Linked DNA regions of Sus scrofa: all the other regions are linked to region 2. The links are chromatin contacts, called in public HiChIP or PLAC-seq maps. All regions are on one chromosome and are shown on one strand. The core of a region is the stretch at or near the end of the contact, and the rest is flanking DNA. Distances in the headings are between cores, read along the strand shown. Region 1 holds the start of PQLC2 (PQ loop repeat containing 2). Region 2 holds the start of ALDH4A1 (aldehyde dehydrogenase 4 family member A1). Region 3 holds the start of UBR4 (E3 ubiquitin-protein ligase UBR4).

Region 1 (3,982 bases), core at 120-2,619, 360 kb after region 2:
GGGCTCCCCGACAATCATTTGCTTCAATGTTCCCTACTATCCTCTGAGCTCCTTGAGGGTGGCTTAGTCACATTCCCTCCTGCAGGCCCCTAAGAAGCCTGGCACAGGGCTATAGGAGTGGTTACCCACTCCCTCCCCACTCCCTACGTTTTACCCCGACATCCCTGCTCCCCCAATCCAGCCTAGGGCAGGACTGCAGCTCTCCCTGAGAGGGCCAAGGAGAACTGTCAACTGAACCGAGCAAAGTCTAGGAACAGATCAAAGACTGGGAGAAGAAAAGTTGCTCGGGGAGCGCCTAGGCGGGGAAAGAAGGGCAGGAGAGGCTAAGAAGAGCGCTTAGACACAGGTTATAGGCACCTGGCAGGGCTGGAGGTGAGTATGGAATAGTTCTGGAGACGAGGGCGGCAGAAAGGTGCACAAAGAAAGCAGCGCGGGTAGGAAGCGAAGAACTTGATCAGGTTGAGGGTAACACACCTGGGGGTTACAGAGGTGCAGCCTCCAGGGGAAGGTGAAGAGAAGGGGAAGGTGGTCAGGACAAAGCGCTGCTCAGCTATCCAAGCCTGGATGTGCAGGGGGCTTGCGGAGCGGTGGGTGGGGGGGGGTGTCACAGAGCTGTTGGGTGGCCAAGGGAGGTCGGCGCCCCGGAAGCGGGGACGAAAACTGCCGGTCCTGACCACGGCCCGTGAGCTTACTGGGGTTGGGTTAGCGTCCTGCTGTTGCAGGGTCTGAATTGCAGGGTTCAGTGGGGAGGACCAGGGGTGGGGGCGCAGGCGCCAGGAGTTACCTCTGCAGTCGCCGCCGCCCAGCCCGAGCCCCAGGCCGCCCAGGATGCTCTCGGACTGGCCGTCGCTGTACATGAAGGCAGTGTCCAGCTCAGTGTAGCCGCGCTGCAGGAAGGCACGCACGGCCGCGGCGCTGGCGGGCGCGTCCATGCGGCGCCCCATCTCCATGGTGCCCAGAACTGTGGCGGGTCGGGCTGGGGAGCCCGAGGTGGCCCGCAGGGGCCGGGACATGACGGCTGCGCTAGCGGCGGGGCGAGCCTCGGATTGTCTGGGGCGACGCGAGCTGCGGACGGCAGCACGAGCCACGGCTCGAGACACGGCGTTCAGCATGAGATCGGCGCCTGCGCGCTGGGGTGCCTCGAGCCCCGCCTACCCACGGCGGGGGAGGAGCCCCGGGAGCCTTAAGGGAGCAAGGACAAGCGCCGCTGCGCCCCCCCACGCACGCTCGGCTAGCGCGCCACTCCTCCAGGGACCGTCCACAAAGTGCGCGGCTCCAGAGGCGGAGCCGCTCAGCTCCCAGGCGGGGAGGCGGGAGGAGGGAGGCGGGGGCCGGCGCGGGGCGGCGCTTCTGGTCAGCCGACCCAGGCAGGAGAGGCAGAACCCAGGAGCCGGGCGGCGGGGAGGATCTAGACGCGGTAAGCCGAATTTGAGGCTGGGGCCGTGGGTCAGAACTCCGGGCCTTCCCTGCCACATCTTTCTAACACCCTCTTCCGGCCCCTGGACGGTTCTGGGGTCCCCGTTCCCCCTTTGGGGCGCAAGATTCTGGAGCGAGGCTCTGGGCGAGATTGGGAGGCCCTGGGCGGCCCAGGTCCCCCTCTCAGGGGCGACCAGCATAACCTCTGGGACCGACCTGGCCAGGGGTGGGGTATGGGTTCCCTTTTCACTTCCTAATCCCGGCCGACGGGCCCCTTCGCTCCTGATGGCTTTGTTTTCCCCAGGGCATGCCGGAGGAGGGGGCCTCGCGGCAAATGAGCGCTGACCACAGCGGCTGCCCTGTCATTATCCCCGCCAAACAGGTGGCCCGTGCTGGGCTGAGTCACTAGGAGGGTGTTGTGACCGAGCACCTGGAGGGCTGGAGTGGGTGGTAGCTCCAAACCGGGACGATTGTCCCCTCCCACTCCACGCCTAGGATAGGTCTCCAAACGTGTGCGTGGCGAGTCCACCGTTTGGAAGTGTGCGGACGGGTGCATTCTTATCTATTCAGTGTTTATTGAAGCCTGCGGTTTGCCAGGGGGCGGGGGGGAGGGGGAGGAAGAGCTCCGGCCAGAACAGAATAAAAGCCATCCCAGGTTATCCCACTGAGTGCTTGACCTGTGCTCAGGCACCCTTCTCATCGCTCGGCCTGGATTATCTAAACTCTGCGGTTAACCTGCCTCATTGCCCCCTTTTTACGGATTGAGAGTCTGTGGCTCAGTCACCAGCTCAGGAGTTCTAGGAGTAGGCATCCGGCAGGCCAGTTCCAGAGTGCTTTCTTCTTAACCCTAGGCCATCCATGCTCACAGTGGTCCTTCTTGTCTCCCTCCCTCCCTCTCTCCCTCTCTGTTTCTGAGCCTTTCCTGCCTAGCTGATGAGTCTAGGCCCTAAGAAGAAGCTTATGGAACGGAGAGGAGTGAGCAGCGGTGGCTGAGGAATGTGAAGATCATTCTTCAGGTGTGGGAACGAGGGTAGGGGAAGAGGTGACAGGAGCTGTAAGGTGACAGCTCCTGTAAGGCCCCGTCCAAGAGGGCAATTTAGAAATGGGTCTTAATATCTTTTTACCATGCCCTCCAGGGGGAGAGGACATGCCTGGGGGAAGAGGCAGCTGGAACAGAAGTCTGGAGGTCTGGGAATGACTGTCTGAAGATCTGGAGGGAGGAGGCAGGAGACGAGGTGGGGAGGGCAGTTCTGGGAGTACCCTTGGGCTCAGTCTCAAGGAATTTGGACTTACCTGGTAGGTAAAGATGGCTACTCAAGCAGCTTTGGTAGGGAGTATCTGTTGGACTCAGCTTGGAATCTGGAAGAGGAGCTTGGCTATGACAGGAGATGCCTTTTCTTCCTTTTTTTTTTTTTTTCCTTTCTTTCTTTCTTTTTTTTGTCTTTTTTTTTTTTTTTTTTTTTTTTTTTTTTTGTCTTTTTAAGGCCACACACACAGCACATGGAGGTTCCCAGGCTAGGGGTGGAATCAGAGCTGCAGCTGCCGGCCTACACCAGAGCCACAGCAACTTGGGAGCCAAGCTGCATCTGCGACCTACACCACAGCTCCACGGCAATGCCAGATCCTTAACCTATGGAGTGAGGCCAGGGATCAAACCCGCATCCTCATGAATTCTAGTTAGGTTTGTTAACCGCTGAGCCATGACAGGAACTCCAAGATGCTTTGCTTAAAGGGCCGCCATGTACGCCAGCATCTGCTGGAAGAGCTCCTTAAACCCAAGGTCCCTGATCCGCAGTCCGGACACATTGATCCTGAATTCAAACATGTCCCCTCCCAGATTCTGAGACACCCCAGCTGTGGTCCTTGTCAGACCTACCGACCTGGTCTACCTTTGTTGCAAGCCTGGACATCCATTCACTCAGTACTGTTGGACCAGGAGCGGGCTTGTTCTTGGAAGCCAGGCCTGGATTCCTAGTTGGGTCAGAACCTACGGGTGATGAGCCCTAGGCGCAGCCACCCTCAGAGGAAAGCACCTTCTGTCCAGGGCTCAGGTGTGTCTCAGAGTATTCTGAGCCTCTAGCTGCACATGGGCCCTATGTGTGGACAGGGGACCTCCCATTCAGTGCCCCGAACACTGTGAGCCGAGGTACGTCCTTCAAGATGCCACCTTCCTCACTGGGTGTGTATCCCCCCTTCTTTCTTCCCTAACCCGGTGAAGAGAAGGTGTGAGGAGTTCCCATTGTGGCTCAGTAGGTTAAGAACCGGACATAGGGTCCATGAGGATGCAGGTTCCATCCCTGGCCTCACTCAGTGGTTTAAGGATCCAGCATTGCCCTAAGCTGCAGCATAGGTTGCAGATATGGCTCAGATCTGGTGTTGCTATGGCTGTGGTATAGGCTGGCAGCTGCAGCTCTGATCCAGCCCCTACCCTGGGCACCTCTATGTGCTGTAGATGCGGCCCTAAAAAGACCAAAAAAGGGGGGGGGAGTGAGAGTAGCCTCAGGGTGGTTGCAATCCTGGTCTCTCATTCTCGAAACGGTTGCTATCTTTAAGTCAGGCACTGGGG
Region 2 (3,568 bases), core at 391-2,890:
AGAGGATTTTTTGAGTGTTTTGTTTGTTTGTTTGTTTGTTTTGCCTAAGGCTCTCTTCCCCATTAAACTGAAAACTCTTAGAGGGCCCCCATCCACAAGCAAATCCCCTGGGTACCCCTCCCTGCAATGTCTAGCACAGCACTTGCACACGTGGGTAATCAGTAAACACGTGAATCTAGGCAGCTTTCATCTAGGGTCTGAGATGGGTAGTCTCAGAGTCCAGGGAGAGGCCAACAAATGGGATCACGTTGGTGAGCGTGGCCCCTGGTCTTGGTTTGGAAGGGCCCTTCTCTTCCATGTCCCCTTCTCTACCCTGTCTTCCACCTCTCCCCACTCCCAGAGAATACGCTGCCCTGCTGAAACTCATCCATGCCCAGGGCACCACAGCACTATCCCTTGGGACACTGATTAACTCCGAACGGGCATGGCTGAGCCAGCAGGAGAGACAGGGCTGGCCACAGTCCTAGGGGTCGGGCAAACAAAACGCAAACTGGGGGCAGGAGCTGCCCAGCTCTGAAACAGAGACCAGCAGAAACTCGGGTCCAAAAGGGTGCATGCAGCCTCACCAGTCTATGGGCCTCTCTGGGGCAGGATCTGTGCTCTACCCATACCCTCCTCAAGACCAAGGGCAGAAAGGGGCTCTGAGAACAGGTATCACTGAGTGGGCAAGGGTCCAGGAACCCAACTCCACAGCGTGGGGATTTGCAAACCTGGATTTGTAGGGCAGCTCCACTCTGAAACTACACCCGGGTTTCTTCATCTGTAATTTGGAATAACAGCTACCCAGGAGAAGGTTAAACATGAGTGATAATAATGATCGTGGTTAATAGTAACTGGGCACTGCCTAGGTGCCAGGTACTGTTCACTGCACTTTACATGTACTAACGCATTTATTCACCATCACAGTAAGGCACATGCCCCAAGGACCTAGCACAGGTTTGGCATTCTATACACACCCCGTAAGTATTATTGTTCCACCTATCAGGAAAAAAATCCAAAAGGTCTCCTTTTCTTTCTCCCCAACACTTGACTTGAAAAAAAGGAGAAAAAGAAAAGCGAGAAATAGAAATGCTCGTAGACGGAGAAAGGACCCAAAGAAGCCCGAGGATGGGTCCTGAATGTAAGACAGAGGGTGCGGAGCTAAGAAGCGGGGTGTGCTAAAAATAGAGGTGCCCTCAGAGGAAGCCACAAAACTCCGGCCGTGTGCAAATTTCGAAGACCCAATACCAGGAGAAAGAAGAGTGACTGGAGGCTAAACTCTAAGCGAGGGAGCCACAAGAGCACCGAGCTACACCAACACGCTGCAAGACTCAGGAAGGGGATGCCCCTCGATGAAGGAAGGCGACCGCCTTTGGGAGACGGGGAGATCGCAGTGGGAGGAAGGCCTAGGCAGCGGTCGGACGGCACCTGAGGAAGTGTCACCCGCCGGAGGAGAGCCCCTGGGAAAACCGGCAAGGGTCTGGCAAGGAGGGAGTCCCGCACCGGGAGGCGCCCAGCGACCCCACCCCCCACCCCCACCCCGGGACCCTCGGCCATTAGGTGCCGCTAGGGTTTTCCCCAGGCCCGGTGCTCACTCACCCGGCCGCCCTCCAGGGGCGAGCCAACAGGGCACGGCGGAGCGCGGGCAGCGACAGCAGCATCTCGAGCTCAAGGCGCGGCTGCTCGCTGGACCGTTCGCCCCCGGAGCTGAGAGAAGGCGCGGCCCCGCCCGGAGCGCACCACCTCGAACATAGGGGAGAACCTATCACTCCGGCCGTCCTCAAAGTAGAGCTCTACAGAAATATCTCTATATTTACCTTCTACTAACAAAATAATTCTCTTTTCATGGCATTATAAAGAGTATTATATGACAAAGAACAAAATAACTCAAAAGAGAATCCTTGAAATGTTCATATTTCCCCCTCCCCTCTTTATGGTTTGACCCAGCCGGCCTCCAAAAGGGCCGAGGGCCAGAGGGAGTGAGCTCCACCGACCAATCAGAGTGACACATGGGAGCTCCTGGACCAATCAGAGGTGTGGTCATGTTGCAGCCTTCTTAGGCCGGGATAGAGGGGCTGAAACAGCCAATGAAAAAGCGGGAGTGGAGCACGTGTGAGGCGGAGCGGAAGGACCGCGGGTCTGTGGGTCAGGTGCTGCTTGAGTCCCGGCCCCACCACTCTAGCTGCCCTTGATTTGTGGACGATAGACTCTTGACCCTGCAAGGCCACTCTGCAGCCAGCCCCCTGCCTCTACTCAGAGGCTGCAGCCCCTGGAATGAGCCTGCTGTCCCTAGTTCTGGCTTCCTGGCTGGCACCCAGCCGCCCTCTCTCTCCATCTCCGGGCCTGTAGCGGGGCCACCCAAAAAGCTTCCTGTGGCCTAAAGCTTAGATAAATCGGCCTGCTTCGTTGCAGATTACGATCAAAAGAAGATAAAACCCGAGCCATCCTATGCTCAGGCTGTCCTTCAAAGCCTTTATTTTTGCAACCTAGAGCACAATTTCAATTTTTCTCTTGGAGAAGTTGTTTGCCTGATGAACGTTATTTATTTATTCACTTAGGTCTTTTTTATGGCTACACTCGCGGCATGTGGAAGTTCCCTGGCTAGGGGTCTAATCAGAGCTGCAGCTGCCGGCCTACTACCCCACAGCCACAGCAACGTGGGATCGGAGCTGCACCTACGACCTGCACCACTGCTCACAGCAACGCTGGATCCTTAACCCACTGAGCGAGGCCAGGGATCCAATCTGCATCCTCATGGATACTGGTCGGGCTCCTTACCGCTGAGCCACAACGGGAACTTCCGTGATGAACGTTATTTAATACTGGGATTCTGAAGTCTTCCTGAGGACAGAATCTTAAGGGCGCATTCTATTCCTAAAGTGCTGTTATGGTTTTTCTAATGCATTCTTCTAATGTATCTGTTTAAATGTTTTCCAGCAGAGTGTACCCAGAACCCGCTGAGGAGTCATTAGAGTTCCAAAGCTCATGGTAGTTTATCCCTGTCATTGGCAAAAGACATAACCTTACTGAGCCTGTTTCCATGTCTATAAAATGGGGGTAATAATATCCACCTTAGGATGCCCTCATTATTTCATGCTACTCCTCTTTCTTCAGAAAGTCACACTCTTTCAGGCACTTTGGGGAACTTAGAGTGGGGAAGGGGAAAAAGAAAGAACAATCGTCCCTCAGTGTCCGTGGGAGACTGGTTCCAGGAAATCCAGCTTTGCTGGAGTCACTTACAGAAAAGGGCACAGTACAGTCAGCCCTCCCTATCTGAGGATGCGAAACTTGCAGATTCATAGAACCAACTATACAACAAGTGCAAGTCTTAGCAATGGTAAAAGTAAATCGGGATTGGTGGTGGCCGTTTTTCTTCACCCTTAAAGAAAACCCTAGTCATGGAGCCCAGATCACACAGGCCAATGTCTCCCTGAATTCAGGCATTAGCAAGAAGAAACTAGAACATTGGATGGTGTCAAATCCAGGGCCTGGGAGGTGGCCTTTCAAGGACACTGTGAGGAGGTTTAAGAAATGGGGTCAATGTGATTAATAGGACCTCAATTCCAAACCAGCCTGTGCCAGTTATTCA
Region 3 (3,718 bases), core at 1,007-3,506, 300 kb after region 2:
ATTTCACCAAAAATTTGCTTTCACGCAAATATTTACTCTCTGACCCTTTACAAAAGAGTGTGCTGACCTCTGGTCTATACCAAACTGAATACTTGATATGTTTAGTTGCTTTAACTGTAAAGAACCTGTAAGCCAGTATTTGACTTCTGGAAATTACAGAACCATGTAACAGCAAACCAACAAACAATCCAGTCTGCAAGAGTCTGAAAATATTTTTATTGAGGGAGGGAGAAAGGAAGGGAGAGGGAGGGGAAGGGGGAAGGGGGAGGGAGGGAGAGAGACAGAATATAGTTTCTGTGGGAAAATGACCTCTCAGACAATTAAGTGCAACCTTAAAGTCCTATTGCTCTCAGAGAGCCTGAAGAGGACACAGAAGGAGCTTCCAAAGTTGACTGAGCTACAAATACCAGAACAGAGACTTTAAGGATCTTGCACCCACTAAAAATGTGCATTACTAAATAGCCATCAGTTTGGAATTCTTTTCTAAACCATGAAAAGTGGTTTTACTAGTGTCTACAAACACAGGCAACCCTTGATTATCTCAGCTATACAGGGTGCCACTATCACTTATTTGGCAAAATTCAAATGTACCTTTGATGTATTTGGTTTTGGCTCCTTCTACAGATTGAAGGGAATTGCTTAACTATTACAGTTTAAAAAGCATGAGCCCAGAATACTGGATGTATGGAAGGGTGTCAACAAATAACTTTATAACTTACTCTGCTCATGTCCATAAAAACATAAAAGCAAATGTTCTAAAGAGTGGAACACTGTCCATTAAAAGTAGCATGATGAGAATAATTCAAGAAAAATACCACTAATCCAAATGTTGAAACAGTTATAAAGACTACCTAATTTGAAAGCAGTATCTTTGGTTATTTGTTTACATCTTCAGAACATTCTTGGCTTAATAATCTGTTAGGGAAATCCATCTGTAAAGTTAACTGTGAAATTATCAAACTAAGCCATTATTTCATTATAATTTATTTTTTAAACTGTATCCAAAGCATCAGAAACCTAACAATAAACACCATACTAGACAATGTGCCAACGCATGAACCTCCCTTGAGCAATAAATAGCAATTTCTAACCTTCTGGACAACATGTAGATACACTCTTGTTGACATGAAGCTATAAATGACAGGGTTAGCAATTGCAGAGATTTGCTGAAGTCAAGTTACTCTTAACTAGAAAAATGAAAGTGAGACTTGCTTTAAAGGTACATCTACCATTAAACTAATGAAAGAGTGCTCTGAGTAAGGTAAGACAACAAAAGCCAGGTACTACTGCCTTGTATAAACACAACTCTCAAAATCTAAGAATCTCAAAAAGACAAAACCGTGTAACAGCAAACCAATAAACAGTCCCGTTGGTAAGAGCCTGAAAATATTTTATTGAGAGACAGCGCGAGTACACTGTTTCAATGGGAAAATGACCTCTCAGGCTAACACACTTAAATGTTTTTATCAAAAAACCGTTACAGTACAATATACTATTCGTGCAATCTGAAAAGAAAGTCATCGATGGTAACTAGTGGTTTCAGTCACATATCAGTCACAGAAATAGCACGTGCCCCCAGCGATTATAGCACCACGGAGACCGTTATTAAATCATGTGCTAGGTCTCCAATTTAAACCCTAGGTTCCGCTGAGGCCCAGGCTAGAGGGATGAGTGCGAGCAAGAAATGCAAACTCATCTGTGCTTTGACCTTAACGGAGGGGGCGGTCCGGGAGACATTCCCCTAAGAGAGCAATGCAGCTCAAAAGTACTCCCAAACCAATCGGCCACACCCTCCCGAAAGGGCGTCTTCAAAAGTTTTGCTCAGGAGGGAAATTGAGGCACAGGATTTACCGGGGTTGGCCGGACAAGCCTCAGTCTCTCAGGACCTGGGAACCCCAAAGCTGTGGCTGGACAGAGGTCCCAGAGCGGCAGGAGACAGCCAGGAAGCGGGTCCAAACCCTCTGGCACAACCTCCCCTCCCCCTCCCGTCGCCCGACCCGCCGGGGCCGCCGCCCGGTACCTCTCGATGACTGAGGCCACCAGCTGCGGCAACTCCTTCATCTCAAAGGCGGAATAGGACGCGGACAGCAGGGGCCGCACCGCCACCTCCCAGCCCGGGGTCGTGTCTGCCCCCGCTGTAGGAGCCCCGGGCGCCGGGGCCGCAGCCGCCGCCTCTTCGCCGCCGCTCGTCGCCATCTTCCGTCGTACTACTGCGGCTCCCTCCCGGGGCTTGCCACCGGCCCAGCACCGCCTCCCGGGAGGGGGCGGAAGTGACGCAATCGGCGCGTCAGACTGCGCGACGCAGTCGCCAGCCTAAATACGCAACCCGGGAGGACGGCCGGCCTCCGCTCCTGCAGTGGGAGCGTGGCGTGGTGTGGGGGCGGGGCCGAGGGGCTGCGCCTGCGCAGGAAGTAGCGCTTCGGCTGCGCTCTGGCACGTTAAGCTCCGCGCTTGCGCACTGGAAGTTGTTCTTGACTGTGGGAACTTTATCGCTGTGGGGCGTCCGGCGAAGGTGAGTTTGAGGCTTGGTTTCGGTTGCCTAGACTGAGGCGGCGAGGTAGACCTGCATCGACAAATATAATGGCTCCGGCTCAAGACAGCTTAGGACAAAAAGAGGAGGTCAAAGCCTAATTACTCTCACCCGCTTCTTCTCCTCCCTGGTGCCCCCCCATAGTTAAATTATAGCGCTTCACAGTTTGCCAAGCTTTGTCCTTCCCACACCATCTTTCGCTGTCATTGTCAATAGTCCTTACTTTCTAAACGCTGAAATCCTTTTTGTTTGATTACCTTCTTTACTACTGTTACCAGCTCGCATCTGCATCGCTTTTTGTGATTTGCCACGTTAAGATTTCATGTCCCCTAGTTTTCTGCTAGCAAAGAAAAATATAAACTTTTTCATTTCGTAATTTTCTTCTTTGATGTCTAGAAAAATTCCTTAGCATTTGTTGTAAAGCTGGTTTGGTGGTGCTGAATTCTTGAGCTTCCAATTGCCTGTAAAGCTTTTGATTTCTCCTTCAAATCTGAATGAGAGCCTTGCTGGGTAGAGTATTCTTGGTTGTAGATTTTTCTGCTTCCTAACCTCGAGTATATATATCCCTTTAAGTGCACTCCATTCTGGCCAGCAGTTTATGCTGAAAAATCAGCTGATAGCCTTATGGGAGTTCCCCTGTGTTATTTGTTGCTTTTCATAGTCTCTCTTTATCTTTTGTTCTTTTGTTTTTTGTTTGTTTTTTTTTTGTCTTTTTAGGGCCGCACCCAGGGCATATGGAGGTTCCCAGGCTAGGAGTCTAATCGGAGCTGTAGCCGCTGGCCTACGCCAGAGCCACAGTGATGCGGGATCCAAGCCGTGTCTGCAACCTACACCACAACTCATGGCAACGCCAGACCCTTAACCCACTGAGTGACATCAGGGATCAAACCTGAAACCTCATGGTTCCTAGTCGGATTCATTTCCACTGCGCCAGATGGGAACTCCTTATCTTTAATTTTTGTCTTTTTTTTTTTTTTGGCCTTGCCCAAGGCATGCAGAAGTTCCCTGGCCAGCCCTGGAAGCAGCAACCCAAGCCACACCAGTGGCAACATCGCAACACCAGATCCTTAACCCACTGTGCCACCAAAGAACTCCCTAATTTTGTCATTTAATTACGCTGTGTCTTTGTGTGTTCCTCTGTGGGTTAATCATGTGTGGCACTCCTTGCACTTCCTGGACTTGGGTGAC

The links. HiChIP or PLAC-seq counts read pairs in DNA pulled down with a chosen protein or histone mark.
Region 1: an H3K27ac HiChIP or PLAC-seq map of skeletal muscle shows a contact between it and region 2, with 3 times the contacts expected there. The contact joins the promoter of PQLC2 here to the promoter of ALDH4A1 in region 2. A contact is called at or near these places in 2 of 5 promoter capture datasets (fetal liver and fetal skeletal muscle) and 2 of 2 datasets of contacts at active chromatin or transcription factors (alveolar macrophages and skeletal muscle).
Region 3: a contact with region 2 is called in an H3K27ac HiChIP or PLAC-seq map of alveolar macrophages. The contact joins the promoter of UBR4 here to the promoter of ALDH4A1 in region 2. A contact is called at or near these places in 2 of 2 datasets of contacts at active chromatin or transcription factors (alveolar macrophages and skeletal muscle).

What each region holds. Positions count from the first base shown.
Region 1 is chr6:77,760,492-77,764,473 of Sscrofa11.1, forward strand. It overlaps PQLC2 (PQ loop repeat containing 2), which reads left to right and starts at 1,370. Exons shown (of 9, transcript NM_001243851.1): 1 at 1,370-1,417. It overlaps AKR7A2 (aldo-keto reductase family 7 member A2), which reads right to left and starts at 1,118. Exons shown (of 7, transcript NM_001243822.1): 1 at 785-1,118. The coding sequence starts at 1,112.
Region 2 is chr6:77,402,375-77,405,942 of Sscrofa11.1, forward strand. ALDH4A1 (aldehyde dehydrogenase 4 family member A1) reads right to left here and starts at 1,641. Exons shown (of 16, transcript NM_001252213.1): 1 at 1,579-1,641. The coding sequence starts at 1,640.
Region 3 is chr6:77,705,735-77,709,452 of Sscrofa11.1, forward strand. UBR4 (E3 ubiquitin-protein ligase UBR4) reads right to left here and starts at 2,257. Exons shown (of 108, transcript XM_021095464.1): 1 at 2,021-2,257. The coding sequence starts at 2,196. LOC110261106 (a long non-coding RNA gene) reads left to right here and starts at 2,392. Exons shown (of 2, transcript XR_002344931.1): 1 at 2,392-2,512.